Linked DNA regions of Hordeum vulgare: region 2 is linked to region 1. Evidence: chromatin contacts called from public Hi-C data. All regions are on one chromosome and are shown on one strand. Each heading gives the region's core, a stretch centred on a gene start, on an enhancer-like site or on the middle of the called end of the contact. The rest is flanking DNA. Distances are from core to core; before and after follow the strand shown. Region 1 holds the start of LOC123402360 (rho GTPase-activating protein 5-like). Region 2 holds the start of LOC123402015 (CAAX prenyl protease 1 homolog).

The links. A called contact is a pair of places that touch in the nucleus more often than the background predicts.
Region 2: a contact with region 1 is called in a Hi-C map of seedling, with 2.8 times the contacts expected there. The contact joins the promoter of LOC123402015 here to the promoter of LOC123402360 in region 1. A contact is called at or near these places in 3 of 6 Hi-C or Micro-C datasets (leaf and seedling) and 1 of 1 datasets of contacts at active chromatin or transcription factors (embryo).

What each region holds. Positions count from the first base shown.
Region 1 is chr6H:441,530,681-441,538,150 of MorexV3_pseudomolecules_assembly, reverse strand. LOC123402360 (rho GTPase-activating protein 5-like) reads right to left here and starts at 2,588. Exons shown (of 5, transcript XM_045096281.1): 1 at 1,961-2,588. The coding sequence starts at 2,349.
Region 2 is chr6H:442,295,542-442,302,572 of MorexV3_pseudomolecules_assembly, reverse strand. It overlaps LOC123402015 (CAAX prenyl protease 1 homolog), which reads right to left and starts at 5,718. Exons shown (of 14, transcript XM_045095868.1): 1 at 5,481-5,718; 2 at 4,669-4,816; 3 at 4,438-4,522; 4 at 4,262-4,357; 5 at 3,648-3,713; 6 at 3,382-3,480; 7 at 3,123-3,236; 8 at 2,865-2,975; 9 at 2,708-2,770; 10 at 2,508-2,600; 11 at 544-657; 12 at 251-322; 13 at 98-163. The coding sequence starts at 5,511.

The DNA.
Region 1 (7,470 bases), core at 1,339-3,838:
CAATATCTCCTTCCCTGGCAAGTACAAAGTCCTACCTCAACAAAACAGAGAATGACCAGGTGGTTGAGCAACAGTAGTAGTTCTGAAAAAAGAAAGATGGTAGTCGAAGCAGCCCCCATTGGCTCAAGCCCCTCAACCGCTACGATAAAGTCAAGCCAATCTAAGAGTAACTCCAATGAGGCGACCCATTTCGTCCGCCGCCGTCCGTTTGGATCGGCGCGGACAAAAAGGATGGCCCAACACGCCGACCCATTTTCGAAACACGTCCGCTCTGCGTCCGCGCCGACCCATTTTCGGCCCAAATTTGGGACCGAAATGCATCGGCGCGGACGCGAAGCAGACGCGCCTTCTCGGTGTCCGCCTCCAACCACCGCGGTCAACATTATTTATGACGGCCGCCATCCTCGGGCCCACGCGTCAGCGACCGCGGTCGGCCTTTTTAATCCAAACGTGCGGTGGGTTCCGCCATCTGCTTCCAAAACCCGCCCGTCCCCATCCCGCCACCTCCTTGGCGACCAAAACCCTAGCACCATGGTCGGCGGCTTCTCAAACAAGGGCAAGGCCCCGCTCTACCCCCGTGCTATCTCCCCGCCGCCGTTTTCCCGCCGGCCTCGCTAGCGTGTGAGCGTCCCGGTGCACCAAGCGCGGTGGCACTGGGAGCACCGCATGCCGCTCCCTTACTCCGATGTCACCCTGCCGCACGGCTGGCATCTGGATCTGGAGAGGATCCCGGTGTCGGCCGTACCGCGGTCGGCGCGGGTGCACGCGGAGGAGGTGAGCCGCCGTCGGCCTCTACTGACGACGGAGCAGCGGCGAAACCCTGCGTACGCGGCCGACTCCCCCAACTGGGAGCTCTGGTTCGCGGTGGAGCACGAGGAGCAGCGCCGTCGTGGCGTGCGCGACGTGCAGCCAGGATGCCCTCCGCCGCCCCGCCTATCGTCAGCAACGAGGACCAAGAGGATGAGGCCACCTACCAGGCGGCGCTGGCAGCTGTTCTCCGCGACAGCGAGGAGGAAGCGCGGCGCAGGGCCGACGAGGAGGCGGCGTATCAGCAGCGACTCGCTTAGGCCATTGCGCTGTCGGCCGCCGGCGATTGCGTCGTGCCACCTCCGCCGAAGCCCGAGCCCACGGAGCCGCAGGAGGTCTACCAATGGACCGGCATCGTCAACGAGTTTGTCAGTGCGCCGCCCATCTGGCCGGGCGCAATACCGCAACAGGAGCAAGCCTACCTCAAGCACTGAAGGACACGGCACCTGCGGGCGGAGCGCGTCGAAGGCCTTCGGCTGATGAAGCTGGAGAAGGAGGCGGAGGAGGAACGACGGGAGTTGGAGGAGGAGCCTGCCCCTGCTGCTGCACTGCCACCGCCACCAGCACAGCCCGCGCCGGCGGAACAGACGACGGAGGCGCAGGCAGCTGCGCTCTGGAACACGGCGTTCCCCTGGACCGGCCATGCGCCTACGCTGGTCGACCTCACCGGCTCCGACAACGACTAGGGCTGCCTCGTAGTTTTTATGTTTAATTAGTGTAATGCGTACGCGTGGACTCTCGCCGGCCTTCGTGACCGGCTTTTAATGTTTAATTATGCATTTTTATATTATTTTTCGCACGCCGGCAAAAATGGATCTAACCAGCGTTAGACGCATGCCCCGACCTGCGAAAGCGGACATTCGTGTCCATCTAGCTAAACCAAACGAATAGAAAGCGGACAAAATCGCCGTCCATTTGAGTCAGGCGAGTTGAAGTTGCCCTAAGGGCTCAACAGACTAACAGCTACTACTCCGTGCTCAGTTTTTCTTGTGCGTAGTGACCAATTCAAAAATGAGAAATGCAAACAACGTCAAAATTCAGCTTAATAATCCACCAAAGTAACGCCGCAAAAAAATTGCAGTGCCGGAATCCAAAGCACAGGGACCAGCCACGAAAATCATCTGCAAATCTATGGAACGCAAGACGGACTGACCTGGCGCTGGGCGCGGGGCGCGGCACCTCTGGCTCGAGGTCGGCCGGGAGGCCGAGGAAGCCGACGAAACGGTCGAAGGTGACGTGCGAGACGTGGCGCACCTCCGTGGGCTGCCCTATCTGCATCCCCGAAGCCCCGGTGCCGGGGCCTTCCTCGGCGCGCACGCTGCTGCACAGCACCAGCGACCTCCGCAGCGCCGCCGCCACCATGTCCACCACGGAGACCCCTCCCCTCGCCGCCGGCAGTGTCAGCGGCGACGCGACTGGCTCCTCTTCCTCTTCTTCTTCTGCCTCCTCCTCCTCTTCTTCTTCTTCCTCCTCCTCCTCCTCTTCGGTGTCAGAGCAGGAGGGGGGAGTTTGGCGGCCGAAGCGGATCCGGGACGGCGCCATGTTCCAGCTAAATAAGGTGGCCACCGAAGAATCCCAACCCCCACGCGAGAAGCAAAGGGGATAGGATTGGGAGAGTGGGAGGTGGGAGAGGGGTGGGGGCAGCGAGCGAGCGAGCGAGCGGCTCCGGCGTGGTGTTATGTATGTTTACGGGGGACGACTGCCACGCTGGTTCGCTCAGCCGCCCCTTGTGGTACACTTTGCTGGCTCGCGTTTACCGTCGGAGCTGCCAGCGCCTGCGTCATGTGATTTTCGGGATCTTTCGGTTCAGTTGTTAGCTTCCGTTTTGAAAATTCGGTAGCGGGGGAAGTTGAGGGTGTGTCGTGCTACTAGTAGGAAAATAGTAGAAGTACTGATTTTGATGAACGATGGCGGCGGGGCGAGCCCCGGCTACAGCCTGGATCGCAGAGCAAAGAGTGGTACCTGGACTACTCGTACGGCAGGCAGGCAGGCAGGCAGGCAGGCAGGCTGTGTAGGTTGTTGGTTTCTGTCTTTGGATTTTGCTAAATCTAATCACGGATGTCTATTTTGAGAGCCTCCTAAGCCCTTAATTTGCATGCCTTCATTTTTAAATATAAAACTATTAAAGACATATGAATGTATATAGACATGTACTTCATGTTTTATAATGTATATTCATTTATTTTATTCTATACATAGTCTTTATTAAAAAAATAAAATCTTATATTTAAAAATGAAGGGGATAAATTTCATTTTATCTGTAGCCAGACCGACCAGAGGTGCCTTGAACGAGTTGAGTTCAAGTGAGTTAGATCACACTTAGTTAACTCACGTTTAAATTGTAGCAAGCTCAGACCGAGTCAAATTAAGGATCGCGTGTAAAACATGGCTCATACCAGCTTGTAATGATCTCGGGCTAGTTTCATGCATAAGACGGTGAAAAATTATTTATCTAAGGTATGTCTTTCAGCTAGATATGGCACAACAACGTCATATTGAAAACACTATAACATATCAACAAGATGAAGGTATATTTGTTTCGTAGTAGTTTAACTTTTCTCTCTCAACTCAAATACTACCTATTTGGAATATAAAAGAAGGATTCACTACAAATATCTAATCGAAATAACAAAGTAAATAGTCCAAAGACCATAAGAAGTTCCAGCGTAGTGCACATGTAATGGATGTCGAACTAGAATCGAGCAAGTTAGTGTTACCACAAGATCGGCTCACGTTTCGGTCGAGCCACACAGAAATGTCCGTTTGCATCTCGTTCCTTTTTGAGACGATCTCAAAAGGCTTGTGAGCCTTGAGCTCTTCTTGCAGCCTTACCCATGTGGTTCGGCTTACGAAAACAACCTGCTATGGGTTAACATTTCCTCACTAATCGGCAACATTGGCCTATTTGTCATCGCCGGTGTATCCTGCACTAGCATGTCACGACAATATGTAGTCATACATTTTCGTCTCTGATCTAGACTTTTCATCGTTGTTGAATGCACATCACACGGTATCATTTTCCTGGGAGTACTAATTCAACAAAGATGGTTCTAGACTATAATGCTTCAGGTCGAATTTAAAATTTTCTTCAAAATCAAACAAAATGGAGGCATTTAGAAACAAGGCAAAAATAATGGCAAATTCCTCGTTTTTACCATTATTTTAGTTGAAAACTCGTAGTCAACTCACGTTGGAAAAATCTTAGAATTGAATTCTTTATGAAAATGAATCAAAGAGCCCTAATCTAATATTCCTAAAAACATATGACGATGAGTTCAAAGAGAGATAAATTTCAAGTCAGGGTCGACTTTCAAACCCGCTTCCCTTTGAAAAATTCTTTGACTGATTATTTTCCTATAAAGAGAAGATAGAAAAATGGGTCTGCCTAATAAGAGTCAGTTCTTTTGGTAGCTTTTTTAGCTTTTAGAATAAGTTACCCCATATCCAACTTATTCTAGAAGCCCAACTAAAAACATATTTTTGGTGTTGAAAATAGTAGTGGACTTTAGGCCCATTAGAAAATTTCAGAAATCTTCAAGGGTCCATGTAGGTGGTGGCATGACAAGGTGGTGGTGGGAAGTTTAGTCTCACCCCGCTAGTGGAAAAGAAGTTGGACCCCTTTATAAGGGTCTCTCTTCTACATGTTATTGGAGAGTGAGAATAGAATGTTGAGTAACGTGATTGTTTAAGAAAGCATAGATATAATAGGATTTATTTCTGCCTTGACTTGTACTCCAAGATGATCATGTACTCCTATATATATGCCCACGAGGCTCAAGCAATACAACAACTATTTTCACCAATCTCTATTCTCTCGTTCAACATGGTATTTTCACCAATCCATATTCTCTCGTTCAACATGGTATGTGCCGCAAGGTTCTTGACCTAGCCGCCGCCGCCGCTTCCGCACCGCGCGCCGCCCCTAGGGCGGTCGGCCTCCATGACCGCCGCCGAGGGCCGCGCCGCCCGTACCTAGGGTTCGTTCGCCGGTCGTGTTGACCGGCTGCCCTAGAGAGCCTTTTCCCGGTCTCTTGATCTAGGGTTTCTCTCCTCCGTAGGTCACTTTGATCGGCGTTTTCTTTTTGGTTTTTTCGATCTTAGATCGGATTGCATCGCTCGCCGCCGCCATCGACCACCGCGCCCCTACTCCGACATCGGCGCGACCCGACTTCTCCTTCGACCCGTCGGCCTCGCGCAAACCCAGCGGCCCCTCAACACCGCCGTTCGCGCGCCGGCACGCTCGTCGATCTCCGTTGGTCGTCATCGCCTTGCTCCGATCAGGTCTCCTGCATTGCCCCGACCCGACGGCCATGCGCCATGCGGCGACCCATCACAGTCGCCGTTCGCGTCGCTTTCCCGTTGATCAACACCGTCGCCTCGTCCCGCCGCGCCGCTTGCCTCGGGCCGGCTACATCGGGCCGGTTGTCGCCTCCGCCGCGCCGCCTGCCTCGGGCCTGCTGCCGGCTTCTCGGCCGTCGCTAGCCTGCCTTCACCGAGCGACGTCCACGACCTCGCGTGCAATCGGATTGATCACCCGCCTGCCTGCGATCCGCCTCATCTATGTCGTGCGATCGACCTGGCCCGTTGGTTACGCGCGCCTCTGCAGGCCCCGTGAAGACTGCCCGAGTACAACGCGCCCCTCCATCGATCGAGCATCGGGCTGCCGCTGCGTCGCCCCATCGGGCCGCAGCGCCGCCGCCCAGTGGTTATCTCTGCGGTTGCCCCAATCCACGCGCTACCGCTGCGTCGCTCCTTCGGGTCGTAGTGTCGCAGCCCGCGGTCTACTGCCGCCTCGAGGCCGTCCTTTGCAGGTTGTCCCCGTGGCCGCACTGACCCTCGCGCTGCTGCCGCATCCCCATCGTGCCGTAGCGAGCGTGGCACGCGGTCCCCGCCGCCGCCCGAGACCGTTCCCGTGGCTGCACCGACCCGCGCACCGCCGCTACGTCGCCCCTTCGGGCCGTAGCGTTGCGGCACGCGGTCTACGCCGCCACCCCGAGGTCTTCCGTCGTCCCTCCGCCGTCCCCATGTGTTGACTTTCTATGGTATGCGACGCGCCATCTCCTTCGGCGCGGTAACGCCATCATCCGCGCCCGGTCTTCGTCATGCTGTCGGGCTCTTCCTCGCCTATTTTGAGCATCGCCGCCGCGCTCCTAACCAGCCGCTGCTCTTCTTTTGCGTTGCTGCAGCTCGCTCACCCGAGTCGCACCGCCCGTCCACCTCCTTCATCTTCGTCCAGCACCAGCTCATCGCCAGCGTCGCCGTCGTCTTCCCCAACCGCTTCATCTACTCCGACCACCGCGGGCAACATCGGCCCCGGCCGATTTGCGCCGCAACCGTCGTTGAGTCCCTCTCTGCTAGCCTCCTCGACATGGCATACAGGTTGTGTGCAGGTCCCAGTCTCTGCATGCCCGGTGCTGAAAACACCGACGTGTGCCTTCGTCCCGGTGTGTTCCTAGGCTTGGCAAACCTGGAGCAACGCATCGTCAGCATCGACTTTGTCCGTCTACGCATGCACGGTGTTGGCAACACCGATGTGTGCCTTCGTCCATGATGTGTCCCCAGGCTTGGCAAACTCGACGCGACGCGTCTCAACTACGTCTTCTTCCCGGCGCATCACTACTTCGACACCTTTGCGCCCATGACTAACTTGGCGCCTCCTTGCGCCCGCGGCTCCACGTCGACTTCCTCAACACCGGTTACCCCGACTCGACATCGACCACGGCATTCTACGCACGACTACCTCGACCACGGCTACACCATCCTACGCTCTCGGCTACCTCGACCAACGCACAAAGGGCTACCGCCTTGCTTGAGCAACCTTGTCGGTTTCCACTCCAGCCACAACTTCCACGATGCATCGATCGTTACGACTGTGGGAGGATGACCGTCGGCTTACCTTCGGATTCTTCTCCCGTCTCATCGTCTGTGTCGTTACCATTGTGACCGCAGGGGAATGTTGAGTAACGTGATTGTTTAGGAAAGCATATATAGACTAGGATTTGTTCCTGCCTTGACTTGTACTCCAAGATGATCATGTACTCATATATATATATATGCCCACGAGGCTCAAGCAATACAACAACTATTCCACCAATCCTTATTCTCCCGTTCAATAAAGAAGAGGCCCTCGCGCACTCCTCCTCCACCGCCCGCCGCGCCGCGCCGCGCCGAGCTCATACCTACGCGCTTATTTTTGCCGGTCAGGAACGAAGAATACGTAACGGAGCCGTCACGAGATCAGATTGCCTCTGCCTCACGCGCTCGTTCCTTTTGTTGCTGCTGCCGCCGGCGACTCCGCCCCGTTTACCACGTACACGGTCGACGGGAGAGCAGCCCTCCGAAACCCCGCCTCTTCGGTTCCTATACGGGAGAGGGGCGGTTAGGTTTTTGGGAGCGATCACGCGACTGCTCGGCTCCGTCCGTCCGCGTCGTCCTCATCATCGCCATGGCTGAACCAAGCGAAGCCGACCGTCTCCTCCTCGAGAAGGCCGAAGTCGAGAAGAAGGCAACAGAGGATGCTGCCGCCGCCAACATTGCTGCTACGGCCAAGTGGTCGATCGAAGGGTATAACATGTTTATCCCGCTCCTGTTTATTTCTGTCCTAGTAGTACTAGCTATATGCGTAGATGTTTCTTCTATGTGCGTAGTACTTATTAGCATGCT
Region 2 (7,031 bases), core at 4,469-6,968, 760 kb before region 1:
CTTGAAGTAAGGTGTTGATGTCGAGTAAAATAACACCGACTCCATGGTCAACAATAAGAAAACAGAAAAAAATTCAAAAGGGCCTTTAAATGGTTACCTGTAGTTTAACAAGGGCTCCCCTGAGCTCAGGAGCATACCCAAGGTTCTTGGCAAAAGCATCAGCCTGGACATTGAGATAGGATTAGGTAAATGCAACCACATGTCTGAAAGCTGTAACAACAGAAAACTTGAGATGAATAGAATGGTGAACCTGAAATTCAAATGCTCTGCTGACAAGGTTGAGGCAAAAACTCAGAAGGTGTTGGATGGGTATAATGGTGTGCTGTCATGAAAAGAATGTATGTGTCAATCAAGTAACAATGCTGGAAATCTGTAGAAAGTGCATCTCACTGCAAGTTTAAATGAAAGTGTAAACAGCTGAGGTTCAATTCCAATTTCATTTCACAAAGATACTACTGCTAGGGCGGAACTTATACTGAAAACATCTCCACGCAAAGATAATAGCATGATAATACTTCTTCAAAAGTAATGAGCACAACATACCATAAAAATGATCAGTCCGATGATTACAGGCTGATCCTCGAAACCAAAACTTTCAAAGAGATCTTTGGAATTCCTTACAAGAGTGTATCCTCCGAATTGCATAAATGTAAGCAGCTGCAAGTAGAAAATGAGGTGAACAGAAGAACTTTCAACATCTAAAAAATGCTTGAGATGCTTACTTTTCTTTTTTCAGTCAAATCAAAAAATAGTTTCCCGCGAATGTTAAAAAAAAATAGATGCATTGTTGCGCAAATTCCATCAGTAACACTAGAACAACACACATGAAGGTGCCTGTAATAGTATAGCCCCTTCCATGCTTAAAACTGATTTCATGTTAAGTTATGTTATAGATAATTTTGTTAGATATTCATTCATCTAATTAACCATTCTCGTGAGTTGTTCTAGAAACAACACTGCTTGAAGATTAGCACCACCTACTAGGGGCTTCATCAGAAGAAATATCTTTCACTTTTTACTACTCCCTCCGTTCCTAAATATAAGTCCTTTTAAAGATTTCACTAGAAGACTACATACGGAGCAAAATGAATGAATTTATACTCTAAAGTATGTCTATATACATCCGTATGTAGTCTTTTAGTGAAACATCTAAAAGGACTTATATTTAGGACCGGAGGTAGTACATAATAAGCAGGATACTTTACTAGAAACAACACTACTTGAACTTTATACCAATTCTCAAAACTAGCTGTGTCTTCGATTGGTATACACGCTTTCTTATCAGTGCCTCCAACCAAAGCTTAATTTTGTTTCTTCTCTTATAATCCAGTATACAATATGCCAGCCGATGCAACAATAATAATGGCACAATGAACTTCCAGGAAAAACAGCAGAGGATTTCCGGGCTAACCCCCACTTTTAAGGCATGTTCACTAGATGACTACCATATCTTGATGTAGCATTTGGTTCCTTGGATGAAGTTAGATGAAAGATGGCCATCCAGCTTTTAGAAACCATGATTTTGTTGGTTTGGTTCAACTGAATAGATGTATACCCCATTAAAGGAATATAGCTCCAACAACCAGGACAAATCTAAGCAGTAAAAGAACTCGGATGAGCCGAGCCATCTATTGCCCGCACATGAGCCTAGCGCGCAGCTCATTAGGCCTATTTTTCTTTCCTAACCGTGACACTTCTCCCTGTCTTAGCACTCCTCTCTCTGTCGTTTCTCATCAGATCGGCATTCCGGGTCTGTAAATTTTGGTGATGTTCTTTACTGCATTTGCACAGTTGTACTGGAGCAGCAATATGTGTTGTTTACATTGTGTACATGGACAACATAACACTTAGAACGGGGAAAGGCTACAATAGAAGCTGGGCATAGGGTAGAAAAACAAAAGTTGGAGCCGCTGTATCTTCATTGGGTGCTCCAGAGTCCAGAGTAGGCACGTGACAGCTGGTGTGAGGGTCATTATTGTATATATAGCAGTTACTCAGGGAGCTTTTCATGAAATGTACAGAGACTCCAGCAGCCCCGCATGGCAAATCTCAAGCAGCCATTGAAGATCCAGTGGCTCCAACTTTGTTTTTCTATTTTTCTACCATATGCCCAGCTTTTCTTGTAGTCTTCCCCACTTGAACAACATGCTTTGCGTAAACTTATCTGTTCATAATAAAGTGGTAACCTCACCGTCCCATAAAAAAGTCATTCCATATATCCCTATTTATTCTTGTTCCTCCAAGGCGCCAACCAACACAATTCTGGGTCATCCTATTCACACCTATCCCTCACCCCAAACATAAAAAGGGCTCACCAACTCACTCAACCAAACACATAATTGACTTACCGCGTCCCTACCAACCCGCCGTATGGCCATCTCCCATCCAACTTCATCCATGCAACCAAACGGTACCTTAGCTATCTAGTATACAAATGCTATTGCAACAAAACTAGTTGGCTGACTGGTACACAGAAGGCATAATTAGTTATCTGGATGAGAAAATACCTGCACAGCTACAAAGGAATATGCAGTGTGATTGAGTTTCCAGTGCCCAAGCTCGTGTGCAAGAACAGAAACTATCTCATTATCATTACTACACTGAAACAAACACAAGGGTAACAGTCAAGTAGTCAAACCTGCATGAATTCCCAAATCACAATGGAAAAAATAGTGAACAAAGAACAAAAATGGCCATTTGTTTGAACCTGTTGTATCAATGTGTCATAGAGAACAATGCGCTTATTCTTGAAAAACCCATACATGTAAGCCTGAAAGAGATTGACAGTTGAAATCATATTAGAAGAACATCAATAACTAGTTAGCAATGAAACAAACTCCAAAGGTAGAGCAATTAACATATACATTACTGTGGCTTGATCGAGTAGACCCATCCACCACAAAAAGCTTTTTCAGAGGAAACTTGAGGGAATCTGCTAACTTCTCTATTTTCTCCCTGAGTGAGCCTTCAGGAAGCTGTTGAAATCAGCAACTTCAAGTTCAGTCTTACCATGAAGTTACTATGTGGATACAGATGGAGAATGGATGCATATACCATTCTCACAGAAAACCATATTGAATGAGGAAAATGACTGACGCGGTGCAACAAGTAAAGATACTCACAGGAGTGAATTTGTTGAACAGAGGAGCTATCATGATGGGGTAAATTGTCATCATCAGGAGAGCTAGCGCAAACATAAAACCCCAGAGATATATTGCTAGGTAAGGCCCTCCATTCTGAAGCAGTACAGGAAAAGGTAACTCAGTTGGGTGACATATGCATTCATCTGATTGCGAAAGGGGTTAAGGGACAGTTAATAAAGATGCATGTTAGCATGATAGTTCAGAATAGAGGGTTGCACAACATAAAAATATGGTGTACCTGTACTATAACGATGATAGCAGCCACAATTGGTGGTGCGAGTACAGTGGACAGCAAAATTCCCTTGATCATGTCCCAAATGAAGAGCCAGAATGTTTGCTGAGAAAGGGCAAGAGAAAAAACAACATAAATACGTTACGAAATGAAGATATCAAATTATTGAGTGCTCCAAAGCACCATAAGTTGACACAATTCAAATACATCCATATGTATATTTGCTTTATGTTCACAAACAGAAGTGCAGAAATTGAAAATTATAGACATACCTTGTTAAAACCGTGTCGAGCCTCGATAACAAAAGTTGAGTACAGAGAGAATGGCAAGTCTGTGATCTGTATTGCATCAAGTATGTATTAGGTAGTCACATTTGCATAAGAAATTGGATTGCCATAAAAGAAAATATTGATAGACAATGAACACAGGTAAACATTGAGGTTACTTAGGTGCTATGGAAACATTCAAAAAGAACTGCTGATCAATCAATCTAAAGAAATCAGAATCTTGATTGATGCATGTTTGAACAAAATAAATGCACCTTATGCTATACGTTAAATAAAATAACTAGTGAAAATGTTGAAATGGGTATGGGTTAGTATCTCTGTCAGGACCAAAATCAGCAGAAAGAAAGACACATCAAGGAGTTTATAGGTGTCGAAAAACTATGAAATTAACTCCTGATTCTTAGATTCCTTCCTGCAATAGCTAGCATCATAGATAATCAAGCATTTGATCCTTCAGAGCTAAAGCTAATGCGTCACATATACCTAATCCAATTAATTGCAAAAGACTGTTGAAGAATTTAAAAGAACTGAATATGAAAGCAGAGAAAACGTAATAAACACATGTGGCCTTCTGAAGGAGGCAAATAAATTGATAATACCTGTGACCAAACCATGACACCTGCTAAGAATGCAAGGGTGTGTATTATCTCATTTTCTGCATTCAGGCCAACGTTGGTTACTAACACTCCAGAATTCTATAAAAGGAAGAGGATAGTTAGAACCAAGCTCCTGCACAAAAAGGGTAAAGGACAGCAAGTCAAAGACTTTGTCTTACCTTCCAAAGCCAAGGAAGAACTTTATAGTACAGTATTATGATATCGCATACTATAGTTATGGCCTCACGTACAAAATTGAAATTACTGCAAGAGGAAGTATACATGTCAGTAAAGACAATCTAAAAAGATACAGAGAAGATTAAGTGGGAACGCAGCTAATGAAATTAGGTGTCAGGAATGGTTTCTAAACGAGGTATGGTTGGAAGGGCTGAGTAGAGTATTATAAGCACCTTTTGTCCAGGCTATAAGCTCTCGCCTGCTCAAATTTTTCATGACTAATAACTTTTGCCAGGGATTTTGGCAATGTTGGCAATTTAAGGGCTCTATGCTGCCTGATGTTAAGATATGTCTCAAAAATGTAATTGAGAATCATAAAGCCTGCAGAAGGGACATACATTGAGACGAGCATGTCAGGAATAGACAACAGAAACAATAATAATGATAATGACAAGGTAAATAAAAATACGAAATCTTGACTTCGTACATATGATCTGTTCACACAATTTTGACAAACTTGTGTTAAACACTACTACTTGCAACTTAGTTCAGAAATATTGGCTCATTTTGTACTAGTAAGTGATCATCAAATCTGCACAATACTACACATCTTGTGTTACATAACAGAGCTTGAAAGCGCAAACAAGTCCATGCATCAGGCGACAGGAACCATCTTCAGTCAAATGTAATTCTGCGGATGTACTCCTAACTGCCACGCTGAATACTCTACACTAATCTCCAGGTAACCCAATCTATCCAAAACCTCAGATCACCGCACCTGGATAAACATCTCGCACACACACGACTCACGCCACACTGAGCCATCAAGATCACTCGCTACGCTGGAGAAAATCAAACTGCCCAGACACCCAAACGGTTCCGCGGCACGGGCAAATCCAGCGGCGAAAAGGTCGCGACCCCCGCTAACCCCTAGCTAGGGTTTACACGCGGATCCCGCGCCCATCGAAAGCCGACACGCCCCGGGGAACGAGCGAGCGGACGAGCTACTGCCGGGATTGAGCAGCGGACAGAGGCGGAGTCTTACACAGGACGGCCTCTAGGTAGGGCAGCGCCATTGGAGCCGGTGGCGTCTGAAATCGAGGCGCGGAGGCGGCTTGTGTGCCGAGCGAGGGACGGGCTGGCGGGGAGGGGGTCGAGCGCAAAAACGAGGGAACAGTGGAAGGAGGAGGAGGTGGGGGCGGCGTGATGTGGAAAAAAGGGGCGGATACTTTGCTCGGAGTTGGGGGAGGAAGGTATCGCGGCTGCAGCCACGCCGGGACCGGGTGGGGAACGGCCCGGGGAGCAAAGGGGGCTTGGATGTGGCTGTCGCCTAGTCCACCTTTCTTAAACTTAATATACTATATTTTTTCTGAAAAAATGAATACGGTTGAATTACCGAAAATGGCTATGTGGTGAACGTTCGCTTGGAGTGTATTCCCAGCGAACGCCCCCAACTTGTCATGCCATTATATTACCAACTAAATTTGTCATAATGTCATGACAACTTTGTAGGAATTGCCATGGCCGAAGGCAAAAGTTGTCATGTACCAAAAGAAAGGCATAATAATTGTCACGTTGAGTAGAGAAATTGTCATCTGTGAGATCGTGATATAGAACTGACAACAGAAGCATCGACTGATTGTGGAAGCCCTAAAAATCTGACGCTCCGTGGGTATTGAGGTCCAAACAAATATTGAATTGTGGATAATCTTTTGGCGACTTTTTTCATAAAAGGTCGCATTCCCAGCTTCTCGCATGAGTCACCGCACACATTCCATTCATTTAGATTTATTATGGACTAGTAAGCTTAGATGATGCTCCACGCATTGCCGCGAGAATCATGCTACAACAAATGCATCAATAAGTGATTAAAACAACTAATTAAAATAATGTGATGCCATCTTTTTACAAAAATGTGATGTATGAACTAAAAAATTGCTCCAAACTTCCACGCATATATTGTTCATGGCCACATATAAATTAGTGCACAAAATTAAATAGTTATTGACATGGATGACTTCATTCCACCGGAAAAAATACATGATGACTTAATGAGGGGGCATGGTTTGCATTGTTAGATTAATGCAAGAAGTGTAACTTATGGGCACATGCATGACTTCTACTCCCTTCGTTCCTAAATATTTGTCTTTTTAGATATTTCACTACGGACTACATACGGATGTATATAGACATATTTAAAGTATAGATTCACTCATTTTACTTTGTATGTAGTCCACAGTTGAATCTTTAAAAATACAAATATTTAGTAACGGAGGGAGTAATGTCACACGATTTTTATCATGGCTACAAATAATTGAGGTGATGTAGAAGCATGGGTGTTGAAAAAAATCTAGTAGTGGGTGGTAGCTATTTAGATATATTAGAGGATACCCCTGGTGTTGTTGCGGGAATTGGTTGAGGAAAGTTGGGTTCATAACATGATAAACGAAATTTGAAGTGCATATGCTTACTATATTTGATTATGTATTGTCTTAGCAATGTGTATTGATTATAAGTAGAATAATTGAATGGAAACAATCTTTCCATGTCTGGTTGTATGGTGTAGTGGGTCTTTCCTCGTGCATGATTGCATGTT